6 separate regions of the Mus musculus genome follow, and regions 1, 3, 4, 5 and 6 are each linked to region 2. A link is a contact called in public HiCAR-type, HiChIP or PLAC-seq and promoter capture Hi-C data. All regions are on one chromosome and are shown on one strand. The core of a region is the stretch at or near the end of the contact, and the rest is flanking DNA. Distances in the headings are between cores, read along the strand shown.

What was found. Promoter capture Hi-C pulls out the DNA fragments that hold promoters and counts their contacts. HiCAR-type assays count read pairs that join an accessible place to other places. HiChIP or PLAC-seq counts read pairs in DNA pulled down with a chosen protein or histone mark. Capture Hi-C pulls out chosen DNA fragments and counts their contacts.
Region 1: an Esrrb HiChIP or PLAC-seq map of embryonic stem cells shows a contact between it and region 2, with 49 times the contacts expected there. The contact joins the promoter of Ptpn21 here to the promoter of Efcab11 in region 2. A contact is called at or near these places in 9 of 39 promoter capture datasets (the 3T3-L1 cell line, 3T3-L1-derived adipocytes, the HPC-7 cell line and 5 more), 8 of 484 Hi-C or Micro-C datasets (CD4 T cells, the G1E-ER4 cell line, the N1E-115 cell line and 3 more), 9 of 115 datasets of contacts at active chromatin or transcription factors (the NIH/3T3 cell line, astrocytes, embryonic forebrain and 5 more) and 1 of 9 other capture datasets (embryonic stem cells).
Region 3: a contact with region 2 is called in a promoter capture Hi-C map of erythroid cells, with 6 times the contacts expected there. The contact joins the promoter of D130020L05Rik here to the promoter of Efcab11 in region 2. A contact is called at or near these places in 1 of 39 promoter capture datasets (erythroid cells), 1 of 484 Hi-C or Micro-C datasets (natural killer cells) and 1 of 9 other capture datasets (liver).
Region 4: a promoter capture Hi-C map of liver shows a contact between it and region 2, with 2.7 times the contacts expected there. The contact joins the enhancer-like site here to the promoter of Efcab11 in region 2. A contact is called at or near these places in 10 of 39 promoter capture datasets (the 3T3-L1 cell line, 3T3-L1-derived adipocytes, the HPC-7 cell line and 6 more), 1 of 484 Hi-C or Micro-C datasets (the N1E-115 cell line), 2 of 115 datasets of contacts at active chromatin or transcription factors (extraembryonic endoderm stem cells and large pre-B cells) and 1 of 9 other capture datasets (adipose tissue).
Region 5: a contact with region 2 is called in a promoter capture Hi-C map of adipose tissue. The contact joins the promoter of Spata7 here to the promoter of Efcab11 in region 2. A contact is called at or near these places in 2 of 39 promoter capture datasets (the 3T3-L1 cell line and embryonic stem cells) and 1 of 9 other capture datasets (adipose tissue).
Region 6: a contact with region 2 is called in a HiCAR-type map of astrocytes, with 2.9 times the contacts expected there. The contact joins the enhancer-like site here to the promoter of Efcab11 in region 2. A contact is called at or near these places in 14 of 39 promoter capture datasets (the 3T3-L1 cell line, 3T3-L1-derived adipocytes, the HPC-7 cell line and 7 more) and 1 of 115 datasets of contacts at active chromatin or transcription factors (astrocytes).

The regions. Positions count from the first base shown.
Region 1 is chr12:98,734,242-98,738,833 of GRCm38.p6, reverse strand. It overlaps Ptpn21 (protein tyrosine phosphatase, non-receptor type 21), which reads left to right and starts at 1,429. Exons shown (of 19, transcript NM_001146199.1): 1 at 1,429-1,469.
Region 2 is chr12:99,880,988-99,885,440 of GRCm38.p6, reverse strand. Efcab11 (EF-hand calcium binding domain 11) reads left to right here and starts at 1,999. Exons shown (of 6, transcript NM_030172.2): 1 at 1,999-2,159; 2 at 2,584-2,679. The coding sequence starts at 2,085. It overlaps Tdp1 (tyrosyl-DNA phosphodiesterase 1), which reads right to left and starts at 923. Exons shown (of 16, transcript NM_028354.5): 1 at 889-923.
Region 3 is chr12:101,080,617-101,085,534 of GRCm38.p6, reverse strand. It overlaps D130020L05Rik (RIKEN cDNA D130020L05 gene), which reads right to left and starts at 3,084. Exons shown (of 2, transcript NR_038050.1): 1 at 1,036-3,084. It overlaps Ppp4r3a (protein phosphatase 4 regulatory subunit 3A), which reads left to right and starts at 1,833. Exons shown (of 15, transcript NM_211355.2): 1 at 1,833-2,806. The coding sequence starts at 2,665.
Region 4 is chr12:98,672,896-98,677,380 of GRCm38.p6, reverse strand. Ptpn21 (protein tyrosine phosphatase, non-receptor type 21) reads left to right here. Exons shown (of 19, transcript NM_001146199.1): 19 at 1-640. Among named protein-coding and RNA genes, the nearest start is that of Spata7, 47 kb to the right of the region's middle. Within about 2 kb of position 2,335, at least 156 of the 459 cell types and tissues checked have an H3K27ac peak or open chromatin away from gene starts, as enhancers often do. A contact at or near this core is called in the HPC-7 cell line, the N1E-115 cell line, adipose tissue and 3 more, where this site is marked.
Region 5 is chr12:98,626,202-98,631,090 of GRCm38.p6, reverse strand. Spata7 (spermatogenesis associated 7) reads right to left here and starts at 2,949. Exons shown (of 11, transcript NM_001289572.1): 1 at 2,757-2,949. The coding sequence starts at 2,775.
Region 6 is chr12:98,793,015-98,797,948 of GRCm38.p6, reverse strand. Eml5 (echinoderm microtubule associated protein like 5) reads left to right here. Exons shown (of 44, transcript NM_001081191.1): 37 at 1,328-1,442; 38 at 3,330-3,518; 39 at 3,663-3,835. Among named protein-coding and RNA genes, the nearest start is that of Gm35463, 7.0 kb to the left of the region's middle. Within about 2 kb of position 2,023, at least 10 of the 459 cell types and tissues checked have an H3K27ac peak or open chromatin away from gene starts, as enhancers often do. A contact at or near this core is called in astrocytes, where this site is marked.

The DNA of each region.
Region 1 (4,592 bases), core at 180-2,679, 1.1 Mb after region 2:
AAACAGAGCTTAAGTGCATGGTTGGTAAATGACATCTGTAGACTGTGAAGAAGTTCAACTTGGTTGTCTAAAGCACCACTTGGGTTTTAGGATCATTTTCTATTTTTAAATTTCTTTCATTTTCTTCCCGATTCAATTAACACGTTTTTATTTAGTGCCTACTGTCTGCCCAGAACTGCCCTCGGAATTCTAAGAGGTATAAATGAAGCCTCTACGAAACAATTTATAATATTCCTGCCAAGTGCGGCAGCCACGGCGTGGCTAGAACTTTTTTTTAATCTTGGAAGTAGAGCCCTAAATTGAGTCGGAGAGGCGTGGAGGGTTGACATAAATGGAAAGGGGTCTGGTGGCGCTGCCCCCTCTTTGTTGGGGACAGTGGGCATGCTGGAGAGAAGGTAATTAGAGTGGCCAAGGACGCACTCTAGACCACACATAGAGGTCTAGTAGCTGAACTTCACCTTGGGCGAACACTGGGAAGGACTGACAAACCCGAGGGAGAGTAACCATGGGAGTAGTGCGAAGAGGAAGAACTCTGAGGAGATGAAGCCAGGTGCTCGCGGTGTGGTTTAGCAAGAATACAGTATAATAATAAGCACTGGAGTCCCGCTGAGGGCAGCTCCTCTCAGTTCTCTCTGAGCTACTTCCATGGTTACTCCTTGGCAGTAGTCCTTCCCAGTGGTTCTCCAAGGTAAAGCTAAGCTATTACACATAAAGGGGAGATCTAGAGTGGCTTCCCTGGGCTTCCTTATTTCTAGAACTCTTATCCCTCTGCTCCCTAGTGGATTCTGGGGAGCAGCACCTCCAGCCTGCTGCCCATTTGGGTCAGCTTTCCACTTCTCTCCAAGTTCAGAGTTCCTACAGAGGAGCAGTGTGTGCTTGATGGGAGGAGCAGGCACTTAAAGCGGGTAGGGTAGGGGGCGTGTAGAAAGTCTTGAACTGTCTTCAGCAATGTTCAAGAGTACTCCAACAACCCCAGTTTCTTTACAGACCACCACCTAATAATGCAACCAAGCCCTTTCTACCTGGACTCAAAATAACCTCCTCTTCACCTCCCTTTTTTCTTCTTCTTCAAAGCTCTGCTTTATTTGGAAACTTAAAATAACTGGTCACACGGTTAAAAACAGCAGCGGCGCGCCCCCTCCCCGGTGGCCGGCCGCAGCTGTCCGGCCTCCCCCGCGCCCTGCCGCCCGCATTCCAACTCTCTGAGGTCACGCGCCGCCGCCTCCCCGGATCCGCGCGCCCGGCCCTAGGGGAGGGACGCGGGCCCCGCAGCTCCGGCCCCGGCCCCCGAGCTCCCCCAGAGAGTGCCGCCGCGGCCCGGCCAGTGCGGGCAAGGCGTGCGGTCGGCGCGCGGGCCTGGGGCGCGGGCGACCGAGCAGCAGAGGCTGCGGCGGCTGCGAAGGCGCGGAGCCCAGGGAGGCGGGACGCAGAGCCGGAGCGCGGCCCCGACCCGGCGGGAGCCGGAGCAGGTGAGGCGCGGGGGACTCGGGCAGGGGCGTAACAAAGAGCGAAGTCTTCCCTTGCTCGCTCTGATCTCCTAGTCATTTCTAAAAAGAGTCTGGAACTTCTATTCCGGACTCCTCCGCGGATAGTTGAGGCTTAGTTCTGGATCGGGGTTTGAAATCTTGGGCATATTTGTGACTCTCGGAATATGTGGAGTATGAAGGTTGCCGTATAACTTTGGCAACAAGGGGCATAAAGGAAAGTCTGTTTGGCAACTCCTTGTTTCGGTTTTGGAGCAAAGCGTCTTTACTCCTGGAGGAAGAATTCTTGGATCTGCAAATTCCGACTTGTGATTTCTGTAAACCCTGTTTAGATTGGCTGCTCTGAGCATGCTTGTCCTATCCCCAGCCGCCGCGGCCGAGAAAGCCTTATGATTATAAAGAATGTTAGTAAAAACCTTCTGAATCTTTATGAGCTCCAAGGAACCACTGCAGTATGTCTAATAGTTACTGACCCATGTTTTCTTTTCTCTTTCTTTTTAAGTTTTGGACAAGACAACAGTTCCACACTGGAAATAGTTGTTTTGTTTGTAGGCCATTTGGTTATATGCACAAATGTTCTGTGAGAAACAGGATTGATTTAAGGCACTAAGATATAGGCGTTCTAAAAATGTTAGGCTCTCTTTTTTAGTGAATATTTAACGTTAAAGGAATAGTGGCAAAGTTCCATGAACATGTGGTGACTGACTTGAGGTGTGACTCGAGTTAAAGTCTCTGGTGAGACTCAGAGTTAAAGTAAATTTGAGAAACCTCTAGAAGGGGGTATGGCTAAGAAAAATGAGAAATGGACTCGCTAACAGTGCAGAGCATCTTCTGTAAACCCGTGAAGCAGGATTTAAATATGCATCTTTTCTTATTCTATAATGGGATGATTTTATAGAGAAATTAGCCTGATTTTCTCTTTTAAAGGCTATATATAGTCTATTTCATTTAGTAGTTGGCACCTATACCAACCCTCTCCAGAGTATCTTAAGTTTCTACCTCTTGGCTGTAATATTGAAACATAAGTTATGGCATCATCAAGATATATTAATCAAACATAAAATTTTAAGTTACTAAGCAGTTTTTCCACAGTAGGTTTTATATGAATAATCAAGAAACCAGACATTCTTAGGAGAAGATGCATAGAAATTTAACAATCAAATGATAACAGTTGCCCAAATAAAAAGAGAAAACATTGGTTTTTCCTCCTCCCCAGTGCTGTAAAACATTCCAAATCTCAGCGACAACTGGAAATTTGAGTTTGTCTATTCAGAACTTAATAATTAAGCTATATAGTGTAGTATACTGTGTTAAGGGCATAGTTCCATCTTTAGAGTGGAGACACTAGCACATTTGACAGTATATAAATCAGATGTCTTCCCTTTGGACGCATGAAACTTTTAAAAATATACGTTAATGTTTTAGTTGCCACAATTTGAAGACTGAAATCTACAACTTATGAGATAATACTTTGCACACTACACTTTCGTTGTTGTTTAGGTTTAGAGAAGCACAATTAGTGTATCTCCTAGGTAAAAGCTTGTTTAACTTTTTAAAAGTATTTTCATTTTCTTGATTTTTTTTTTCATTTTTGCTCCATTGTTCATACTCTGGAAACAGCAAAGAATATTGAAAAATATTGCAGACAGAGACTTTATCTTATTATAGCACACACACACACCCGCCCGCCTCCAATTCCGTCTATGGAATAGTGCTTTTACCCAAGTAAGGCAGTCAGCAGTTACTAACATACTGCTGTAGGTTCCCCTTTTGTTCCCTGGCCTTCTTCAACCCCAAGTTTTTAAAACTTGTCTTTCTGGAAAGAAGGGGGAGCTCTCACTAGAGAGCTCCAAAGAGCCAAACAAACAAAAATTTTAGGAACCTTGACCATGTCCCTACTAGTGATACAGCTCTGAATATAATTATAGAAGCCTGCAATCTCCTTAAGGACAGAGACGGCTTAGGGTTCGTCTTAGATTTCCTCAAGATGCTCATTGCGCTGCCTTGTGCTCAGAGAGGCAGAGCACATTTGTGGAATGGAATCCCAAGACGTTACGTTTGGCAATCTAGGGTCATAGCTAAATCTCATTTTCTAGCTCAGCCATTCCACAGGCTGGGGTGCTGATGACCTCTGTGGCTGAGTCTCAGACGGTGAGCAGGACAGAAAGGAGCGATGAAGAAGACCAGGGAGATACAAAATAGTTAGGTCCTTATTAGCGTGAAACCGAGAAAGCTGTTTCTGCCGAGGCCTGCGTTCGGTTTGTCCTGTGAGGCTTATGGACGGATTCTCCCATCGCGCAATCTCGCACCCAAATAGGTAATCGGCTAGGATCCAGCCTTACTAAACAATTTATCCTCGGAGGAAGGGGCGGAGGTGAGAGTGGAGGCAGTGTGAGGAATGGAAATAGCTGAGATCTTTGTAAAATTGTTAAGGAGAAAACATTTCTAGTTGACATACATCCCAAGTTGTTGCTCGCCCCCTGTTCATTCACCACAGAAGTTACTATCAATAAGCATGGTTAAAAAAATAATGTGTTTTGGGGGGAGCTGTTATGTGGATACGGCCTCAAAATGCGCGCCCAATCTCTCCCTGCCTGTAGGGCTAACGCCGGCCCCTTTAAATCCACCCTCCTCCGATCACAGGGGCCGGTCCTTTCCGAGCACGTCCGCCCGGAAACGTCCGCGGCCGCAGGCGGAGGGTTCCGGGGCTTCTGACATTCCCTGTTGGCCAGGCAACCCCATTTGTGCTTTTCTCCTAGAGGAGGGGACTCGGAGAAGCGTGAACGGCGGCCCCCCGCTGCCCTTGACTTCATGGGCTTGCCCAGCTTTACCTGTCCTCTTTAACCAGGATGGTGTTTAAGGCCTCGCCCTTTTCTGTAGGTGAGCGCCCACAGCTTCCTTAGGTGTCCCTGTTCAGGAGAGGAGTTGAGAGCACGCTTTTTAGAACTGCTATTGTATGGTTCGAGAACTAGCATCAGTAGGGTGCTTATAACTTGTTTATTCACAGATCTGTGTGGTGATGTTAATAATGAACCAGGAGGGACTAATAGAAACGCTTGTTGAGCACTTCATCTCCGTTGAGTCTCGCAGTGGCCATATGTTAGGTAG
Region 2 (4,453 bases), core at 750-3,249:
AAAGCTTCTATCCTAGACAGGTTTAATTTCAGGGTGAAAGGCACACATTAACACATAAAAAGCCTAAAAGTCAAGATGACTACAGATGCTCACTACATTTTACAGGGATAACTTTTCTTTGGAATCATTTGTGGCATAGCATGAGACCTGGGAGGGAAAGGAATCCGCGGGCTAAAAGGCAGTCGAGAAACATTCCAGACAGATGGAATCCAACCTGCTGAAGGCCAGGAGGAGGTAGCTAGGTTCTAACTGTAACACAGGAATGGTCCAGAAAGAAGGGGTGGGGACAGTAAGGCAAGTTAAAAGCCGAATTTTATTCTAAAGACAATGGGACTCCCAGTGAGAGTGCCTTGGCCCGTCTAGTCTTTTAAAATGATCATATGTAACACAACTTTGTGCACACGTGGCGATAAGGACGCTTCTGCAGGAGCTGGGCTGTGGGGTGCTGACGATGGTCAAGGAGCAGTAATTTGGGGGTACAGTAAGCAAATCGTAAAGCTGCCAACGTTCCCCGAGCGCTCAGCTCTGCCCAGACACAATTCCAAGCGTACAGACTCATTTCAACCTCAAGACAGCCCAATATCACGGCGGTGTCCCTGGTGTGGAGCGTGGTCCACGGAGGGAGCGAAGGCCAGCGGCTCTGCAGCGCGTCCCAAGGGTTAGGAGCGCAGGGTCCGGGGCTCCCGGGACTCAGAGCGGAGGAACCCTGCCCAAGGACCCCGGCCTCGCCGCTCTCCTCGCGGTCCTCACCGAGCCCTGCTGGCCTTCCACTACCACATCTGATGGCAGCGGCCATCGCGCCGCCATGAGGAGGGCGGGCGCAGAGTTACCGCCGCCGCTGCCGCCAGAGCCCGCCCCGAGCCGGCGCCCGCAGCGGCAGACACCTACCTGACCCGCCAGGCCGCCGCCGCCGCCGCCGAGACTCCGCCCCGCGGCGCGCCCGCGCATGCGCGCAGTTCAAACTCGCCGGCGCCGCCGCCTAGCTAGCCAGCCGCTTCCCCTTCCGGAAGCCCCCCACTGGGTCCTAAAGACAGCCTCATTTGCCTGAGACCAAGAGGACCAGAAAAGAGCCGAATGAACGCCTCACTCTCTGCTAGTTTCCTGTTGAAAGAAGAGAGAAACAGAAAGCTGTGGTAGCTTCTCTCTCGAGGTTAATTTGCAAACAACGACTCCATTCTGGGGATGCTTTTAGGCAGCTTCAGGCTCTCAAGGCTAAGACAGCGGCGTGCTCTGGGAGATGGGTGAGCGGTAGAAAAAGACAGCTGCTTCAGACTTTAAAATCGACTGCTAGATAAAAAGTTAAATGAGCTCCCATCAGACTCAGAACCTCCTTTGAAGGTTTCTCCTTTGAAACGGTCATGTTCTTGTCAATCTCACTGATTTGCCAGAAGGGTAGAGGGTATTCCTCATCTTCTATAAAGATGTCTGGTATGGGATTCTTGTGCTGTTCCTTAAGTCAGCCTCACGTCAGGCATCGCCTTCCGGGGGGTTGAATAATCAATTCTGTGTAAACATTCAAAAAAACGGGACATTCCGTTTAATTGTCCTAGACACAGTGTTACGTGCCAGGGTTACCAAGAGGGCGAAAATAAACATAGTAGCTGCTCTGCGAAGGCCGTCCAAAGACTTGCAGTTTAAAAATGAATCTTGGTGTTCACTCATTATTTGTGTTTGTGTGCTTTTTTTTTCACATTCTTCGTGTGTCTCCTGCCAAATCTAGCAATGACACGGGTCAGAATAATCAAAAAGAGTTTATTGTAAATTTGGGAGAGAGCCTGAAAGCAATCAAAACGAGTTAAGAGAGCCCAGAGGTACCAGACCTCCCTTAAGACAAGAAAAATCGAGTAGGGGCGGGGCCAAGGTCTGGGAGCGGGCCTTGAGGCCCCGCCCCATCGTTAAACAGCGCCTTTAACCAATGACAGTACGAAATCAACGCCAGTGGCTCGGAGACTGACCAATGGGAGGAGACGTTGGAGTTGCGCGGCGAAGTTGAGTCCCAGCGGTGGTGGGCGAGGCCGCAGTGGCTGGTCTGTGTTCTCGCTGCAGCGGAGGAGACGCCTGGCTTGGTCTCCGTGTCGGTGGCGATGTTCTTGTCAGAGGCAGGCGCAAGGCCCCGAGCAGGCGAAGCCAGCGCCTCAGAACGCAGGAAATGGGTGAAAGTAGGTGTGGGAGCGCGACCCGAGTTCAGACTTAAGCCTGACCAGGGCCACTTCTGTCACCCCTCTTGGTTCTGGCATTGCTGCAGGACTCTGATCACTTCCCCGCCCACCACACTGTCCACGGATAATCACCTCGACCTCCTATCCGTCCCATCACCTTCCCAATCCCAGGACTGAGCTTTCGAGTACAGTTTATTCCAGCGGTTTAGAGGAATGGATTTGTCAGCCCCTTAAACTTGGTCAAGTTCCTTAAACTTTGGGGAGAGGGGACAGAGGGAAATCTTTAACTCGGCGGTTATATTGCTTGAGAATTAAAACTAGAGTACTGAAACTGCATTTTGAAAGCTCCACAACCAGGTTGAGTTTAAGATGTCTGTGTTTCTGGTTTCTGGCTTACTAACTGTAGATGTTTAATATTCCTTAGGTATTTAAAGCATGCGATGAAGACAACAAAGGCTACCTAAGCCGAGAGGACTTTAAGGTTGCGATTGTAATGCTGTTTGGGTACAAACCCTCCAAGGTTAGAACGTTTCCTCTCTTCCCCTCGTCTCCTTCTCTCTCCCTTCCTCTTCTCCCTTCTTTAGATGGGGCGGATAATGCTGTAGAAATGAATCCTAAGAAAACTGGCCAGGAATACTTTCTGATACCTGTAGAGCAAATCTCTGATTTATAAGCCTAAAATGCCTCCACCACCTAATTCCCCGCAAACCCCTCCCCCCTTTAAAGGCCCAAACAGGTGCAAACTAGGTATCTATGCCAGTAGAGGCAACAAACATCTCCACGAGTATTTATAAGAAATATAGGGTGGTAGAGAGTGGGAGTCTGGGAGGGGAAGGTGGTCTTGTAAGAGGAAGAATCCACCGGCTAGCTGATACGTATAGTAAAGTTTCTGGGTGGCTTTATTTAATTGGTAAAAGTAATATGTTCATACAGTCCACAAGATCCCTTCTCTTTACGCTAGACTGGGGTCCCACTTATCAGGGGTTAACCAGTTTCTTCTGTATTGTTCTACATACAGGTATAGGCACAATCTTCTACAGAAGTTCCACACTGTTTTATCTTAACATCCATTTTCCACTTAGCAACAAACCCAAAGCAAACCACATTACCATCTTAAAATACAGTTGTACAATATTCTCTTTAGCCAGTTTACCCTTTGTTGTTGTTTGGATTAACCTGCAAGCATTGTCTCAGTGATCATCATGTTACATCTACATACACCCATAGATCATGCCTTTTGTGGAATACATGCGCACATGTGCCTCTGGGTGTGTATGTGAGTGTGAATAAATCATGGATATGTAATTGCTGTACTTGGGAGCATTTGATAGATCAGGAATTCAAGGTCAATTTGGACTACACAATGAGACAACATTTTAGAACAATGACAAAGAAATGAAGATACCAAAATTCTTGGAAATATAATTGCTAAGTCTAAGGATGTACACATTTGACTTTAATTATCTTTCTTTTTTTCTTTTTTTAGAGAGGTAGGTAGGTAGGTAGGTAGGTAGATAGATAGATAGATAGATAGATAGGCAGGCAGGCAGGCAGGCAGGCAGGCAGGCAGGCAGGCAGGCAGGCAGGCAGGCAGGCAGGCAGGCAGATTGTGGCCCAGTGAGCTTCCTTAGGGTGGTTTACAGAAGGTGGGCACCTTATAGCCCCTCTGCCTTCCTTGGCAGGGTTTTGACAGGCCAAGTCTTGTACAGGTAATCACAGCTGTTGTGAATTCAATGGTGCAGAAACCATATGGTGCTCAGAAGCCAGCACTGCGTGTCACTACCCCCACTTCCTCTGATTCTTACTCTTTCCACCCTGTTTCTTCCACACGTTCCCTGAGTTCCACAAGTACACCCTGTGGAGGGTGGACTTGAAATACTCTGGCTGTTAGTTTCCCGAAAAGGCTGCACACCTCCTCAGTAATTAGACCACAGCTGAGCCCCAGTGAACCTTCTATTTTAGTATGATAGTTTCCTATTTACCCCTGTCTCTGTGCTGTTCTGCTTGCCTGTTATAAGCAGTTTAGAGACAGATCCATTCTTGTTAAGCTGCCGGACTGGAACTAATCAGAGTCAAGGCACTGTCCAAATACAAAAGAGTAAACCACAACCATCAAGCAGAAGTAGCACTCAAGTCTGCTTGGAATTCCCCCAAACTCCTCTCCCCAGAACTCACAGTTAGGGCTCTCCTGCTCCTCCTGAGTTGGGGTATCCAGGGACTCTGTGATACCCCATGTCTGTGCCCTTCGATGTGCTTAAATGCACCACAACTCCACCATAAATATATTCCCGCCC
Region 3 (4,918 bases), core at 1,835-4,334, 1.2 Mb before region 2:
TTTTCGCCCCACAGGTGAACTTCTGGTCTGCAAATAATCTAGGGTTGGTTGTGTGCACTGGGAGAGAAGGCAAGATTGCTTCACATTCCTCTAACTAAACAGATCCCATGTGCCCTGCTTTGCTTTGTCAAATTGACACAGCCTGGTGTCATCTGAGAGAAAACATTTGGTTGAGGAGCTGCTAAGGTCACTGCCCTGTGGGGATATTGGGGATGTCTGGGGGGGGGGGGGCTTGTTAGTTGACGTAGGAGCACCCAGCCCATGGCAGGTGGCAATATTCCCTGAGTAAGGTTGTCCTGGACTTTATAAAAAAAAACTAAGTATGAGGGGAGCAAGCCAACAGGCAACATTCCTCCATGGTTTCTGCTTCAGGCTCCTGCTTTGAGTTCCTGCCCTGATTTCCCTCAGCAATGGACTGTGACCTAGAAGTATACGCCAAATAAATTATTTCCTCACAGTACTTGTTCCCAAACACAAGCTGGCAATTCTGAAATTCTGAGAAGTACAAATCCTGGTGTACCCTGATTCAAAGTCTCTAAAGGACACTTTATAGAGGAGAGGAAGACCCGGATCATAGCAATTTAGGAAAGCTCTGGAAGACACAAAATAGTTTGTAAATGATTTCCATCATCAGAATAAGCCAGGAGACAAAATACTGAGACTGGCTAGGTGTGTTCTATTGGGTTCTGTACTCCAGCAAAACAGTTTCAGAGGGATGAAAGCAACAGTTTCTTCTTTGATGGGTAAAGAGTCAAGGCAGATAAGAAACTATTCACTGTGTAAGCTCTGCTAGTCAGTCTCCAAGGGCCTTTAAAAAGGTGGTTCTCAACATGTGGGTCTCGATCCCTTGGCGGTCAAACACGGGACACAGCAGATATCCTGCATATTACAGTTACGAAGTAGCAACAAAATGATTTTATAGTGAGGGAGGGGTCACCACAACAAGAGAAACTGTGTTATAAAAGAGTCAGAGCATTTTAGGAAGGTTAGAAGCATTGCTATAAAATAATCAGCATAGAGGGCCATACTGCTAACCTGCTCTGCTTGGAGCTCATGGGCTCCATCTAGATGCTTGAAAGGATTGCATTCTGGTATTTAGAAACAGCAACTGCTTTGTTTTTACATGCTTCCGAGTTTTGTTGGTGAATGATTTCAGGTATGTCTTTGCGAGCACTTGTCTCTGGTGTGGGTTAAGAAAGATCCCAGCTTCTCGCATACGTTGCTTCAGCCAGTCAGAGCAACATTGTGAGGCTGTGTTTCAAAAAAAACAAAAAAACAAAGAATTTCATCTTATTCATACAGTACGGCATTTATCTTTGCAAGCCCTTCAAGATGTGTTTTGTTATTTTGTTTAAAAAAACAAACAAACCAGCCTAGGGCTACAGACGATCAGCTTTGATAACCGACAGAGAAAGGGAGATAACCGCTGATTATTGTGAGGTGAGTGCTCAGAATGATCCCGGGGAGCAGTGCCACGCGTGAACACCGCGTCGAGGGTTTTAGACTTGCCCGGCCATTGCGTGCCTCACTGCATCCCGCCAACCTCGCGGTCCAAACGGTCCTCTCTCAGAAACTTCTCTATTTCAGGCCAAGGGAAGAAGAGGAGGAGGAGGAGGAGGGCGGGGGGAGGACGAGGAGGACGCCAGCAGCCCGCGCCCCCAGGGCCGACTGCAAAGGTCCTCCCTAAAGCGTCCGGAGAAGGCTCGCACGGGAAAGGACGAGCTCCGGGATCAGAGTCCAGTCTGGCTCCAGAAGCCGCCAACAGACTCCACACCCCTTCCCCGCCCGGAGCCGAGGTGATGACGAATTCAAAGTGCGACGGACGCACACGCAGCCCGCGCTTGCACGACAGTACGCGCAGGGCAGCGCGAGGGAGTCCCGGTCCGTCACCGGCGCGACTCGCGTCCCGCCTCCTCCGCTCCCGCCACCCCCGCAGCTCCGCGCCCGCCTCGGTGCAAGGCCTCGGCCGGAGCGAAGCTGCCGGCTCCCGTCTTGTCGCTTTAAGTGGTGGGGCTTGCGGGCCGCCCCTGCCGCTACTGCCTAGGTGGCCCCGCGCGCCGCTTTTGAGGGGCGAGCCAAGATGGCGGCGGCTTTGGCTCTGTGAGGAAGACGGAAGAGGCGGCGGAGTAGGGAAGGCGGCTTCTAAGAAGAGCCAGGGGTTCTCGGGTGGCCAGAGGCGTTCGGAGTCTCCCGGGAAGTGCTACCTCACCGGCTTCGGATGCTTTAAGCGGGAGGAGCGGAGCGGGGCTTCCTGCTGCAGCGGCTGGGCCAGGTACAAGGGAGGAAAACATGGCGGCGGCGGCCTGAGGAGGCGGCGGCGCGGGAAAGCGGCTCTGCGGAGGTCATGGTGGAGGCCGGAGCGGGTCTGTGAACCGAGCCGCACCTCGTTGGAACGGCGGGCCGGTAGGCTGCGTAGTGCTGCGCGTTCCCTGTCGGGGCTGCTGGGCGGCCGCGCTCGCTCGGCCTGGACAATAGCGCCGGGGAGAAGGAGACGAGAGAAGGCGGCGGCCCGGGGCTCGGACCCGGGAGCGGGCCATGCGAGCGGCGGCGCAGCTCCGCGGCGGCCAGCGGTGGCACTGAGGTCCCGGAGTTCCCCGTTTGCGGCCGCCCGCCTTTTCTGGACACTGTCCCTGGGCCACTCGGGCGGGGCCCCCGGCCGGCACGATGACCGACACCCGACGGCGGGTGAAGGTCTACACGCTCAACGAGGACCGGCAGTGGGACGACCGGGGTACTGGCCATGTGTCCTCCGGCTACGTGGAGAGGCTGAAGGGCATGTCCCTGCTCGTCAGGGCGGAGAGCGACGGTAAGTGACCCTCACTGGCCCCTCTCAGAGCAGTGGCGCTCGGACTGGGACGGCGGGAGTGCGGACGGGAACGCCACGGGGTACCCAAGTCCGGTGGAGCTCGGTGGAGAGCATTCGGGGTGTCCATCCTTAACCCGAAAACCTTGTGGCGTTGGGATTTCGAGCAGAGCGGAGCACGTTGCGCCGTGCTGCCTTTCCAGTGCAGAAAGGTCGGAGACCTGAGATCCTCTTTCCCCGGTGGTTTTTGCACCGTCGTGACCTTGAGAAAGGCATTTAACGGAAACGATCTGCTCCCCCCCCCCCCACACACACACACCCCTTAGTTCACCAATCTGTAAAGCAGGCATAAAACCTTGCTTGGCGCTCGTAAAGTTCATAGCTGTTGCACACTTTGAGAAAGTTCTGTTCTGGTGGGATTGTTGTTGTTTTAAACCTTTTCCACCATATCTTTCAGATTTTAGGGTCTGCAATAAGGTCTATAAATCTGGCAGTTCCACCAGACAGAGAAAATGCTGCTTTGGCTTTCGAGGACACACATGTCTTGACCGGGGTTGGTTGTCTTTTTCACAAGAAAGGGAGATGATTATTATTGTTGTTATTGTTTTGTATTTTGAGACAGGGTTTCAGTATGTAGCCCAACTATCCTGGAGCTTGCTCTATAGACCAGGCTAGCCTTGAACTCAAAGCTTGCCTTCCTCTGCCTCTCCAGTGCTGGGATTAAAGTGCTGCCACACCTGGCTAAGAAAGAAAGACTTTGTAGGTCTTCTGTGGGAACTCGTGAACCTTTGGAACATTTTATTGCAAGCTTTTCTGATTGTTTAAGCGTATGGTCCTTAGTTGGTTGAGTTGGCTGGTGGGGAGAGGTATCTTTTAACACTTGAACAAGTCCTTCTGCTTTCACCTCAAGTCTATTGAAACAGTCTTCAGTGTTCAAAGATAAGGTTGTTTGAAATAACGGTTTCACGTTTTAAAATATTCCTTTCTTAAGGGTTTGCATTCTCTGAATTTCACTCTTGGAAGAAAATACATATTGGCCAAAACTTCAAATTGTTTTTGGAGCAGAAGTATAGTTACCTTGTTGCATTAATTTGCAGTTTTACAGTTGAGAACTATTTGTAGCTGTTTCATGTCTGAAATATTGCAAATTTATTTCAAAGATTTTTTTTTTTCCCCTCTTTTTTGGACTAGACTCAGAACTCATTCCACAAAAACCAAGATTTTCCTGTCTGTGGTTGAAGACTGTAGAAACATTGATTTGAATTGAAGAATGGTTAACTTGGAGTATAATTATAAAGATTACCCCAAATAAGTTACCACTGGTAAAAAGTTACTTTCTAACATGAAAGGCAGGCAGTTTCTGGTGACTTGGAGGCCAGCCTGGGTCTACATAGAGTCCTAGATCAGCTGCAGTTACATAGTAAGACTTGGTCTGAAAATTTTTTTCTGATTACAACAGGTATATTTTCAGAGCTGGGTTCTTATTTGGCTGCTAATATACAAGTTAAATGTGTTTGTGACAGTCACGTAATCACCTCTGCATGTTTGTACATGTGGAAACTTTCCTTACAGTAAAGTGGAAGTGTGGGTTTCAGGGTTAAGCTTATTGTGAGGATGGGCTAACTGGGAATGGAATCCACACAGGGACTTGAGCATGCTAGGCAGTGCTCTACCACTGAACTGCCTCTAAGACCCAATGTAATTGTGAGATTTAACTAGATGTAAGCTTGAATTTCAGAACTAATACATGTAACCATACTCACACCAGTGTGCTTTATTTGATTATGCAAAGATCCTTCTGGTTTTTTGGAAAGAGTCTCCTGTAGTACCAGACTAGAATCAAACATTGTGTGTAGCCCAAAATATGGAAGTTCACGATCCTCTTGTCCCTATCTTCCCAATGCCTGGGATCATAGGTGTACTACTACATCCAACCTGTTTTGTTTTGGAGCCATTATCTAGCTATGGCTGGTCTGCAACTCAAAGCGATTCTCCTACCTGAGCCCCTGAGTGTTGGATTACTGCAGTGAACTACCACAGCCAGCCAGTTTTACAAAGGCCTTTAGACAGGATAAGCATGTAGACTTTCTGGGTGGTGGTGGCGCACGCTTTTAA
Region 4 (4,485 bases), core at 1,086-3,585, 1.2 Mb after region 2:
CCACAGCCCAAACTGATGGGGCCACCAGAAACTGCTGTGGTGTTCAGGCGGTACTTGAATTTAGCACCGTAATCCTGTCCTCCCCCCCCCCCCCCCCCGGAACAGTTCTAGGTACTCGGCCTCCCTCTTCCATCCTATTTGGTTGGGCACATTCTCTATTGGTCAGAAGTGTGTCAGGTTTGAAGCAGAAAGTGTTCTTGGCCCAGGCTCAGTCTCCTTTGGGAGATGTGGAGGACAAGCTGGCAGGCTTAACTGAGGTGTGTCATGTTCATGTGTGTCCGTGCCCCCGAATCCTAGGCTGCCGCTTCACAGTGTAGACCTTCTAGAATGTCCGATCTAGGACTAGCTCCCAAATGATACTGTCCTGCCATCATTCTGATTTGACTGTTTGTGGTGAGCATCGCCCTCCATGACAACTGTGCTAGCCCAGCTAAGCACAGTGGACTCCAGTGGACAGCACCCCAGGGTGGGGTTGTGTGCTCTAGTTTCCATCTCAAGCCTGTGACGGACAGGACTTTTGTCAAGTTTGCCCCAATGGTACGCTGTTTGAAGAGGCTTTCCTGTCACCTGAGCATTTGGAAATTTCCCACTGACAAGAACATTGTAAAACAAAACTTTAATTAAAGAGTAATATATGGCATGTTCGTGTTCCTGTTGCAATACTTTGATAAGTAAATTCCTACGGGGCAGCATTATACCGTTTCAATCTGTCACCCTTCAAATGTCACATCCTTGACATCACTTCTTCGGAACATTAATTTTGAACTTAATTACAGCTAGCAAATGAGAATTTCTGAGTGAAAATAACTCTACGTTATTGTATTTAGGAACAATATAGTTTTCAAGGGCCAAATCAAAATTAGGGTTTAAAGGTTTACTGTGCCTGAGTTGAGAACGTTACTGGCACACATGTTGCCAAATGTATGCAGTGCTTCATGGCTCACTAAGGATTTTAGTTCCTTGATAGTATTGATGTCAAACCAAAGTTATCAAGATGTACATTTCCACAAAAATAGGTTGTAAACCAATGTTTGTACTAGTTAACTTTGGTATTTCTGGCCTCGGTGTTCCTGATTACTGGGGGCTTTTACTGGCATTGCTGTAGTTTTGAGGCCAAGCACCTTGATTTTAGAGCATGGACTAGAACTGTAACCGGTCATCGTTTTCCTCAGGAGCTCCTACTGCGAAGCGCTTAGAAAGCCATAGACTTCAGTATTTAAAACTTTTTGGCAAGACAGATGTGCTCCCTTAGAAACTTCCAGAAAGAGAGATGCCTACCTAGGAACACAGAGGGGAGGGCAAGGGTGTTGATATAGCACTGTGTTCACATCATGGCGTGGCTGATTCATTTCACAGAGGCAGAGACTCTTCCCTTTTGCTTGCAGTGTAGAGATAGAAGTTGTTTAATATATGTATTATATATGTATATAATATATAAATTATATAAAGTATATCTTATATATGTAATATATATTATATACAATACTTATATAATATATACTATGTTATATATTCATACACTCTTATAAATATTTCTTAATTATATGTTTTGTAAATATATCATTTATATATTATTTAAATAATGTTTATACATAATATATAATATACATATATGTGTACACGCACACACACACACATATAAAATGTTAAGACAGTGTAGTCTGTGATGGACTGGAGCGTACTCTGTAGACCAGGCTGGGCTTGAATTCCTTGAGACCTGCCTGCCTCTGCCTTCTGAGTGCTGGGGTTATAAGTAAGGCTTCCACCACCATGCCCGATTTAAATTATGCCTTTAAAGGAGACTCCTGGGTATAAATTTAGTAAGAAGAGAGCACATGAGACAAGATAAAGTGATCTTTTATTTGAAATTCATTTTTAAAAACTAAACCCCAGGTGGGTCTTTTTGGAGTGACAGCCGAGAGAACTTTCTATATCTCTGCTCTAGTCGTAGTAAGTGAGATTATGTCCAGGAAAGGGGAGGGTAAAGGCCACTCTGCAAGCCTGGGTTGGATAGAGATTGCAGAGAACATTTGATGGATTCTTTGGTTGCATTAGTGGCATCACCTGGGGATTTCTGTCAAATCTCAAACATTCTAAAGGCTCATTGCATGTAAACCACACAGTCACATTTACTTCTGCACACCATGCAGTAAGTCATTGTGTTAATTCCTTTGGTTTGTCCCCCAAAGCCATGGTGAAGGGGTAGGTGGGGAGTGTGAGGCCAGCAGAGAGGGGAGGTGAAAGGTAGGAATTGTAACCACCAAATCTCTGTTGTGTCCTCTGAGATCATAGAGCGAGCGGCTGCTTACTGCTGCACCCTGGTGGTGAGACAGGAGAATAAACTCTCTGCTCTGCCAGGCAACGAGGACTGAGACTCACAGGTCAGGCCAGATCAGTCCGAGGTTCATAGGAAAATTCACAGAAGTGGTTATCTCAGCATTTTCTGCAGGAACCTGAATGGTGCATGGGTGGTAAGGTGCCAGATGTGGGGCTTAGAGACGAAGCAAGCGTGAATACTGCCTGAGAATGTGGCTGTGAGGCGAGGTGAAAGGGTGAGTTAGCAAAGCACTCTACATTTCCCAGCATGCTTATCTACCACCCTCTTCCTGGACTGGTAGCTGGATTGAGATGGGAAGTTTATAGAGCCAGCAGAGGGGCACTGCCAAGTGCAACAGCGCCACCTGGAGGCTGTCTTTAGATCATCGCATGTGTATAGGAATCAGGTTTTAAACCATTAAGATTGGTGATGTGTGCTCACAAAATTAAAGCACCTTGAATAATTTGAAGTTCATGAACAGTTTTCAATATATTGACGATTAAGCTGTGGATAATAATATATCAAGAATGCGTGCATAAACGTGTGTGTTTGTGTGTGTGCCCGCGTGCCCCTGCGTGTGTATTCCTTATTGAAGCAGGACCAGTTTTATTTCTGGACCTTTACCTACTAAGCTATTTTACTACCCTTGGTTTTTAAACTGTACATTATTTTAGTTGTGAGATATGAATAATACCCACTTGAGCATGCACTTGAATTTTAAATTTTCACTTTTTAGTAAGGTACACATATTAGTGCTATGAAAAGGTATCAGATCACGTGGAAGTGATGGACATCGAGTGACTGATCTTTTTACTGCATTAGTTACTTTTCTGTTACCATAACAACACACCACGACTAAGGCAGCTTTTAAGGAAAGCATTTCACTGGGCTTAGAGTTTCAGGAGGTTAGAGTTCATGACTGCCATGCAGGGAACGCAGCAGCAGCAGGCAGGTGGTGCTGCAGCAGTAGCTGAAAGCTCACATCTTGCTCCACACGTAGGAGGCAGGGGGAGCTAACCTCGAAAAGCCTGTCCCCAGTGAGACGCCTCCTCCAGCAAGGCCACACCTCCTCATCCTTCACAAACAGTTGCCTTACTCACAGTATTTTATCATAGTGACAGAAAAGTAACAAAAAGAGTTGATGATGGCAGAGGAAAGGCAGGATGGCAAGAATAGCTGAGAGCTCTTGATGTACGAGTGCGAATGACACTGAGCCTTTTGAAACCTCAAGCTCAACAGACTCCTCCCCGCCTCTGCAAAACAGCATCTCCAATAAGGCCACACCTCTCAATCCTTCCTAAAAAGTTCCGTGAACTGGGGACCAAGTAGTCAACATAAGCCTCTAGGGGCCATTCACATTCTCATTCAAACCACTACATTTACAGTATTTTTCATGTAGAGTTAAAAAATGTAAAAAGAATTTTGGTAAATCTTAGAAATATCTATCTATGCATCACTCAAATTGTATATATTGTATGTAATATAATTTAAATTTTTGTTTATATAAAATATACACATTAATATTATAGTATATATTACATATATACACCTAATTTTAAATAACATCATAAGGGTATTAATGCTAATTACCAGACATGAGAAATACAAAGTTGGTCAGGGACAATTTATGAGATCACCAAACAACATAGGCTATTGTCATTGCCCTTGCTCTTGATTTCCTCCTAGAACTTGAATGTAAGTCCCTATTGTTGATGACACCACACACAATAGATACAGGACTTGGAGGAATCGAGCTGGGTCCAAGCTTCTCTCTGGAGTGGCATGGTACCAGAAGGAGCCATTGAAAGCTGAGAAGGAAGAAGAGTAATCAAGAATCCTATCCAGATGTGATACCTACGAGCCACAGAGAGGACCAGATCTGCAAGGTATTGCCAAAGGTACAACAGTGGCACGTAGACTGTGTGTGTGTGTGCATGGCAGTTTACAACTCCCGTCACTTAGGGAATCAGGGAAGGATCCAGAATTCTATGGTCATGGAGGAGCACTGATTATCAGCTTCTTCTCCATGGCTTGCTCAGCCTTTTTTCTCATACAACTCACCTGCCCAGGGGTGTGGTCCCACCCACATCAATCATTAATCAGGAAAATGTCCTGCAGGCCAACTTTGTGATGGCATTTTCTTAGTTGAGGTTCTCTCTTCCCAAATG
Region 5 (4,889 bases), core at 1,700-4,199, 1.3 Mb after region 2:
CTGAATTGTTTTCAAACTAAGTTATTTTCAGGATGGTTTACTTTGAGACTTTATTTTTACTGAAGTGATCAATAGGTCATTTATGTCACTTTATATATAATGATTTCATTTTGTTCACTACTGACACATTGGATTTTTGTTTTGAGATAATATATATTTTGAGTTATATTTATTATATTATTTTCTTTTGAGATTAGGTCTTACTATACGGCCCAGGCTAAAGCTGGTCTTGAATTCCTGGACTCAAGTGATCCTGCCTCAGCCATCCAAGCAATTGGAATCACAGGCACACACCAATGTACCCAACTAAACACACTATATTTAAAGAGAATTCCAATAATGTAAAAATAGTGTCGGATCTTTCAGACTTCATGGGATTAGAAAATTACATAGACACCATCACAAAATAATTTTTCTCCACAATTTAATTGTATGTCCGGTAATGATATTTAAAAAGGAGCAGAGTTTCAGTGTTATTATAACTAGTATATAGAACATGAATACTATAATCCTCAGGCAGCTTTTTTGGTTGTTTCTTCTTCATTTATTTACATTAAGATATGCACTCACTGGTTTCTAACATTCCTAACAGATAAATGTCATGTTTAAAACTCACAGGGCTGCAGGGAGGCCTAGACAAGTCATTTTACCTGGGCCCTCTCTCAGGCATCGCTTCTTCCAATGCGGACATTTTTTCTGTTTCTTGATATGACTTTTTTTTTTTTTTTTTTGCCAATGCAAGTGTTAGGTAATACTGTAGTAATTACTACTTATAGCTACTTTTATGACTGTTTAACAATCCTTTCTACTCATTTAAATAACTTAGGCACAGGTTCTATATCTTGACTGGACCCAGAATGATCTGAAAGCAGTCTTAAGCTAAATGCCCAGAAAAAGAGCAGTCTTGTCTAAATTAAGACTAAAAATTGCTGCATGAGATGGATGTGGTGTTGGTGGGACAGTCAAATTCTTCAGCTCAGTTTCCTAGAGAATTTGATTTTATTAGCAATCAGAAGAAACTTCACTGAGGAAAAAAAAATGGTGTTTCAGTACTTTCCCAACATTTCTGCAATTTTAGGAATAGGTCACTTTTAAAGGTATTTCCAAGGGAATGACAGATTAAAAAACCTTTCCCAAGCTCTTCTCAGTTGGCTGTCCCAACAGGTTGTCTCCTCCTGTTTTTCCAGCACAGGTTGCTGATATACAATGAATGGTGGACCAATAGTCTCATTTTTTCCCCTTTCTCCTTCCTCCCGTCAGACACTGGAAATAGAGCCTTAAAGGTGATCAAGCCTAGCTCCCCATTTTTCAACAACTAAGGCTTGGCAACGTAAAGTAACTGTCAGGACGCCTCATTCGTTGCTATCAGAGACTAGATACAAGACCTCACTAGTTGCTATCAGAGACTAGATACAAGACCAGTTGTTCTTCAAGCTGATGGCTTTCTGCCGTATCACACTCTTGAAGGCTGACCTCACAAAAGCATTTGCTTACTGTGAGGAAGGGAGGAACGTTTTCCCCCTTGGGTATCTTTAGTATCTAATATTCTGAAGTAGCTGAGGGAACTAATAGAATCTAAGACGGTTACTTTAAACTAAAATTAAGCATTGAGGTTTCAACTAAATGAATGGTTACTTATAATTTAGTATATAAAAACTAGCCCAGATACTTATTGAATATAACATTTATACCAGGAACGATGTTATTGATATATGTTATGGGCTAAAACTGAAGCCACCTAAAAGTATAAACCCATTTACATTTGTCACCTCATTTAAAAATAAACACTAAAACCTCACTAAGTCTATTACTAAACAAATGTAAGTAAAAGAACTTGAGGGTTTTAGCTTCTTAGTCTGGGGCTTGTTCTGTGACCAACCATGACACTAGGGGAATTATTTATAATCTTTTGTTTTATTCATTTCAAAATATGAATAATACCCATTTAACAGGATTTGTGTGTAAACAAGTGTTGGGTTACGGGTGGAACACTGCAAAGGTTTAAAGTTTATTTTGTAACCATTTCTGAAGACCATAACAGCATTTGGTGTGTTTTCCTCTAGAGCTTAGGTTGGGATGGTGTCTGAATATCCTCCCCCCCCCCCAACCTTGTATGCTAAGCAGAACACTTATTTTGATGAAATTATTGTAGAATAAAGGTGCATGCAAGATGAAAGCAAGGCTTAATTAATCATTAGCAGGTCGATTCAAAGGTAGTCTTTTGCTATTAAACATTCAGTCCAATGACCAGCCACATTGGAAGTTTATTACAAATGCAGTATCCCAGCTCCTACCTTGGAGCCACTGAATTATAACCAGCTCTGGGTGAGTCAGTTCTGGAGGGAGGGAGAGAAGGAGGGAGGGAGTGGAAGATTTCATGTACTTAAAATGCACCAGGAGCTTGCTGTATATTATCTGCACTTAACCCCCAAGAACTCCGTGGCATGGGTATTTACCCACTACCTTCAAGATGAGCAAACTGAGCGCCGTTTCTGTGAAAGCAGCCGGCCTGATCTGGGGCTCAGGTTAGATTTCAAAGACCAGGCTAGTATTCCGCCTAGAAGATACCCAAGTGATACAGGCTGCAGGGTCCCAGGATCAGGGGATGGATGTCAGGCAGTAAATCAAAGAGCCGGGCATGCGGGGCCTCCCTGAGCTCAGGGCGTTTCTAGTTCCAGCCATTACCCTGCGACACTGAAGGAGGTGGCAGGCAACCTTAAAGGCCATGGGCAGCCTGGACCCGCGCAGTCCCTTACCTCTCCGGCTGCCATCCATGCTTAGTCCTCCTGCGGCCTCCGCGGTTGTATCCCCTTGGTTCTTACTGGGATGAAGCCGAGCTCCCCCGCAGCGGAGGTGAAAAGGAAAAGACCAGGACCGCGGGGGCGCAAAGGGTCACAGCGACAGTCGCCAGGGCGGTTGCTAAGGGCGAGCTCCGCGGCTGCAGATTATGACGTCACAACACAGGGACCTGTGCTCCTAGGCCCCGCCCCGCCCACGCCCCCAGGCACTCCTGCTTACCGAAAGTGCCAGCAGCCGGCGGGAGGATGGCCACGGGTCCCAATCTGTTGTTCTGGGATCCTGGCAGTTATCCAGAGTGAACTGTCCGGAAAGAGAGTCATATCTGCTTCTGCCAGCACTTTTAACTTGGATGCCTGTGATTCGAACTCAAGTCCCCAAGCTTGCAGCGCAAGCGCTTTTGACACAGCAGTTATCTAATGCAGCTACTCCCCCCCCCCCCGCCCCAAACCCCAAGTTTGTATTGTAAGCATTGCAATTAGTGTGAATTTCCTTTCTGCCTACTGAGTTCCTCAGCTCCTGCACTCGCTCTCCCTTTATCTTTAAAGCCACAAAGATCGGTTCATTTTGAATGGAAGAAGGCAGTGAGAAAAGTGTGGATGTATTCCGCTGCTTTCTGCGAGTTGTTTATTTTTGCAGTAGTTAATTGTGTATCCATGGAAATAAGAGCAGAACGGGGTAGAGGGAGTGCAGAAAGCATTCTGTCCCGCTAGGCTTTTCAGCAACCCGTTCTTGAACTTTTAGGCTGGATGGATAAGTCCTTGTTGTGGTATCATATAGCAGTATTCCTGGGCTCTGCCCACTAGAAGACCACAACCCATTAATTGCAACCTAATTGCAACCAAAAATGTCACTAGGTATTGCCAAAGGTTGCCTGAGGAGGAAACTACATCCCATTTGAGAACCTCTGTAGTCACAGAAAGCATACTGGATTCCGAGCCAGATTTGCTGAACTTTGAGCGTCTAGATATTATGGTTGGTTTTTATGGCACCCTAGTGAAAGTTAGAACCTCCAGAATAGGGAGGCTTTCCGGATTTCCTTAAATGATTTGGAAGGGGCTGGGGAGATGGCTCAGCGGGTAAGAGTACTGACTGCTCTTCCAGAGGTCCTGAGATGTTGGCTCACAACCATCTGTAATGGGATCTGATGTCCTCTTCTGGTATATCTGAAGAGAGCAATGGTGTACTCATATGCATTAAATAAATAAATAAATAAATAAATAAATAAATAAATAGATAAATTTTGATTTTGAAGACCCACTCTGATTGAAGGTGTTATCATCTACTAGCAGTCCAGATGTAAACGGTCATGGCTGAAATTCACCTCTTCTGGCTTGTCCTTTCCTCAAGTTGCTTTCTTCTGCTGCTGTGGTTGAATCCTTCCACACCAGAATCAGTTCTTTTTAGTTTTCTATCAGGATCTAAGGTTCAGCAGCTCTCTCTTTCAGGTTTTTTTTTCACCAGATCAGGACAGCTGAGGCATCCAGCCTTGTGGACAGAGCAACTATGCCAGCCTCCCCAGTGAGAGATGGGCACCATGGGGTGGGGGTGGGGGTGGGGGAGTTACTCTGACTACAGAGGCACTCAAGGATGAAGAAACTACTGAGTTCTCAGCCTCTCAGCTGTAATTCAGCTGTATTTGCTATTTGTAAGCTGACTTAATAAGTACACACACACACACACACACACACACACACACACACACACACACATCCTGTTGGGTTCTGCTCGTTTATAGAACTCTGTGGACAGTGCTATCTCTAGGCAGCTCATATAGAGGAATTTCAATCCAGCAACATGGCTACTCTGGCTGGAATAGACACACCTTGAGTACACCCCTTTAATCCCAAGCAATAAAAGTAAGGTTAGTTTACAGAAGGAAGGAGCATGTTTGAAAGGGCAGGTCAGTGAGTCAGTGTAGTTAAATTCAGTCAGTTGGGGTCAGTGCAGTGAGCGTGGTGAAGTGGATTGGAGTTCATTCGTGAGTTTATGCAGTTCAGTGCAGGTCCACAGAGGCAGGTAAAGCCAGAGAAGGATCAAGAAGATTAGAATAAATTGCCAGAGTTAGTTTGAAGCCAAACAGAGCAATTCAG
Region 6 (4,934 bases), core at 774-3,273, 1.1 Mb after region 2:
CTGCCCCATTGGAGAAGCCCAGCCAGATGATCATTTGGATCATCTGCAAAGAAAGATATCTAAAACATGGTGGAAAGGGAAGCCTGACACATGATGGAGGTGCACACTGGCCTGTGACCACACACATAACCAAAAATTAAAAAGAAAAAGAATTGAGGGTCTGGAGAGACAGCTCAGCAGTTATGAGCATAGACTCCTCTTGAAGAGGACCCGAAGTACACACACACACACACACACACACACACACACACACACCAAGACATGTATGCACATAATTTAAAAATCTGTCAAAAGTCAAATTAAGGCTGGGTGTGGTGGTGCACCTGGGGAGCAGTGGCAGGCGATCTCTGAGTTCGAGGCCAGCCTGTCTACACAGATGTTGCCACAGTCACATAGTGTGACTGTCTCAGACCCTGTGCTCCTTCCTCGCAAAAGATAAAATCCATTTGCTACCAGTGTAGTCACCTGCAGAGTAGAAATGACACAGCAACTGAAGGGCAGTCTCTCCTGCAGGTTGGAGCCCAGTTCTCTACTGAGCAGGAGTTATGGGAAGGTGTTTTCTCCAACTACAGCAAACAAACTGAATTATTTTTCAGTTCTTTCGAGAGAAACTCCATAAGTCGCTCTACTTCACCCTTTCTATAGTACTCGAAAGCCAAGTGTCTCCCACTGCACACTGCCTCATTCCGCACCTCCACTCACTGCCAGCTACACTGTCTCAGCAGTGGATCTTAGTGATTGTAGAAGTGTGATGTCCTTTTGGCCCTTAAAGGTAAAATCCGTGGCACTGCATCTATAATCCTCTTTTTGCTTTATATTTTAGTTATCTTTCTAATGTTAAAAATGGTTTGGTTTGTTTTTTTGTTTTTTTTTTTTAATGGTTTTGTTGGGCTGGTATGATAGCTTAGCATTCCTGGGGATGAGTTCAATCCCCAGGTAAAGAGGTAGAAGGGGCAACAGATTCCAGAGTCGTCCTCTGACCTCCATCATCACCCCGTGGTATGTACACATACACACAATTATTTAAAAAATGTGGATTTTCTTAGTGGAGAGCTATAATGAAAAGTGCATTGTGATGAATCATGGACTAAATACAATTATGCTTGTGTCAGAAGAAAATTTTATTTCACAAAATAAAATTAACTGAACTGAGTATATGTATCTTGATTGAAATACAGTATGTATCCGTAAATTTCCTGAAAATTTAGAATACTGGAAGTTATAAATAAGGTATTTAAAATACTCCTGACAACTAAGTGTTTATAGTGAAAATTATTGTAGTGGTCAATTATAAATACTTACTTGGGTTTTGTTTTTATATACCTAGGTCAAAGGAAGGAGGCGCAGTTAAACTGTGGGATCAGGAACTGAGGCGATGCCGGGCCTTCAGGCTTGAGACAGGACAAGTCACAGATTGTGTTCGGTCTGTGTGCAGAGGCAAAGTAAGGTGTTCCTTGAGCCAGTGAGATGCAGCAGAAACTAGAGAGCAGCTGTGATCCCCGCGCTTTGCTTAATAAGCAGTACTTAATGATACATAGTGGTGCTGTTATTTGCTGTTCACTAACACAGAAAACTTGTATCTAAACACTACTTAAACCTCTGTATTGTCTTGAATCTGCTGGTTGAACTATGGTAAGATAGGATTGACAATCCTCACTATTGACTATTTCTTCACTTGACATCCTGACTTTTCCCCATCCCTCCTCTCCTGCCAGGTCCTCCTTTACAAATCCTTTCCCTCAGTGCCTGCTCCGCTTTTCCTCAGAAAAGGGAAAGCCCCTTTGGGTACCCTGGACATACAACTGCCCTAGGTCTAAGCACATCCTCCTCTACTGAGGCCCAACAAAATAGTCCACTTAGGACAAGGGGATTCAATGGCAGGCATCTGAGTTAGACAGCCTTCTGTTTTGTTTTTTGGTTTTTATTACTCGCTTTTAATTAGAGCAGCTCTTTCCATGTAGCTCCAGCAACAGCAGATTTCCATGGTGCTACTGGCTTACTCTGAGGAATTCCTCCCTTAGAGATCCCCATTCATGTGTGAGCAGGAGCTTGAGGTGCAATGCAGGAAATGTCTGGTTGTGAGCTATGGTCCTCTGTAAGAGCGGCAACTGCTCTAAAGTGCTCAAACATCTCTCTAGCAGCTTAAGCAGCTTTAAAATTTAAAATTTAAAGGTTTTAAAATGATGTAGTTTACTTATCCTGCATTTAAAAATAGACCTTTTTATTAATATTGTAAGGTGGCTTGTGAGAGGCACTGTTTGTATCAATGGGTGAGGGATGGATACTGACGAGATTAAACTCCAAGAGAACCCACTTTGGTCTTGCCTTAGCTTCCTGGGTGGATTAAAGATGTGCACTCTTACTCAACTCAGCTGTTGTACACGCTTGAGTTCAGTTGTCTCACAGAAAAGGATTATTGTTGTTTAAAAAGTCTTAGTAGCTGGGCACCACCTTGAATCCCAGCACTCAGGAGGCTGAGGCAGAGGCAGGCAGATCTCTGAGTTTGATGCCAGCCTGAGCTACAGAGTGAGTTCCAGGACAGCCAGGGGAACAGAGAAACCCTGTCTCAACCTCTCCCCACCTCAAATAAAAATAAATATAAATAAAGACAGGGGGAGGGGAGGGGAAGAGAGGAGAGGAGGAGAGAAGTCTTTCTGATGAATTGGGGCAGAGGTTTGTTTTGTTTTTAAGTGCATCCAATTCTTGATTTGCAGTTAGGGGAAAAAAGAAATCAGATGCCCTAGGATTTTTCCTCTTTCAGTGTCCCTTAATTTCCCCTATTCTGCTTCCCTTAAAAGCAACAAAACCTCATACATCTCTGTAAAGAGTGTCATGCACTTGCACTGCAGGTCTATAAATCGCATGCATGTGCTGTCCTGTCTGTATACTTAAAGCCTCGTTAGGTTTACTTTAAAATTTCTACTATTGAGACAAGTCCTTGCTGTGTAGTCCACGCTGGCCTGGAATTTGCAGTTATCCCTCCTCAGCCTCCGGGTGTTGGTATTACGGGTGTACGGCACCACACCTAGCATTCACTAACTTAAAGATGAATTCCAGTTCTTTCTCCCTGTGTGTCAATGCACTTATTTTCCAATCTGGAGGTCCTAAAGTTATCATAGTCAAAGCCAAAACTCTGCGACTGAAGCGTGGAAGGGCATCATTATAGTCTCTAGCACTGACTCTCCCATGTAGTAGCCCAGCGATGTTGCAGTTGTGTGGCCCTAGGAATAGAAATGTTCGTATGAACTAATGCTCGCTTTACAACTATATTAGCTCAAAGCATGTAACTATTGTATCGCATTAAGTATATTGGTCCTTTTGTATTTCAGGGCAAGATACTAGTTGGGACAAGGAATTCGGAAATAATTGAAGTTGGAGAGAAAAATGCAGCATGTAACATTTTAGTTAATGGCCATGTGGATGGGCCAATCTGGGGACTCGCAACACATCCCTCCAGGGACTTCTTCCTTTCTGCTGCTGAAGATGGGACAGTGAGACTCTGGGACATTGCTGATAAAGTAGGTACAAACGCTTTAATGAGAGGTTATAGTTTTTAAGAAGTGGAAATACTCAACTGCTAGCTTTAACTTGGTATTATTTGGAGGTGTGGGGAAATTGATTTCGTTTGTAATTGTTTCCTGTGACTCTTGCTTCTTATGCAGAAGATGCTAAACAAAGTGAATTTGGGACACGCTGCTCGGACAGTGTGTTATAGCCCCGAAGGGGACATGGTGGCTATTGGAATGAAAAATGGAGAATTTATTATATTACTTGTGAGTTCTCTAAAAATATGGGGAAAGAAGAGAGACAGGCGATGTGCAATCCATGATATCAGGTTAGTCAACAGATGGAATAGATTTTCCAGTTCATTTTTACAGCGACCACTATGAACATTAAAAAACTTGCCCATACATCCAGATTAGGTCCTGACAGGCTAATACCTTATTTTTGTCATATGGGGGGGAAACCATACCTATGGCTTCATGCCTTTGACACAAATGCTCTATTTCTTGAGCTATATACCCAGTGTCTATATATCAGTTGCATGCTGGTGTGGCTATATATTCTCCTTGCTAAATTAAAAATCCCAATGAGCCTCACTATACTAGACATGTGCAGTAAACTCACTGTGCTGAGAACTATTTTGTACTGTTTGATACAAGAGACCCAGCAGCCATTAAGAAGTCTGAGAACCAAGGTTTAATTATTCTTGTTTAATCTCAGCAAGGCTTCACAGATCAGCTGTGGCCTTCCTCCCCCTCAGCTTCTCCTGACTGCCTTTCACATGCCTTCCCGGAATCTGCATTCCTGGCTCACTCATTTAGCCAGTACTCACTGAATATCTATTTCCCAGAATTCAAATTAACCGAGCGTTCTTTGAAAGATTGCATTGTGTGTGCATGTCTATACATACAATGTACATTTAAGGTATGCACATACCACAGGGTGCACAAGTTAAAGTCGGAGGACAGCTTAGACAAGTTGGTTCTCTCTCTACCACATTATGTCCCAGGGATTGCACTCAGGCTGCCAGGCTTTATCTACTGCGTGGTCTCTGTGGCCTGTAACCCTTTCTTGATCCTTTTGTTTCTTAGGGCTTAAACTAATTTCCATACTGGCTACCCTTACAAAACGCTGTGCAAATCGATAAGAAAAACTCTTAACTGATTTTCCCTCGCCCTTACAATGTCTCTACTCTCAACAGGCAGGGCCCGTGGGACATTTTTAAAGACTGAGTTTGTCCCCTACTGCTTCTCATTTATATTTTAACCAATACTCTTCCACCCTAACAACCTGAGTGAGCTAACCTGGCTGTTTGGATTTTAAGACATCATTTTTCTGTCTTATGAAGTGTATTATCTTAGCAATTCTGGAGTGTTAATTTTTAGTTATTTTGAAGCTGGCCATGGAGGTGCACACCTTTAAGCCTTGCA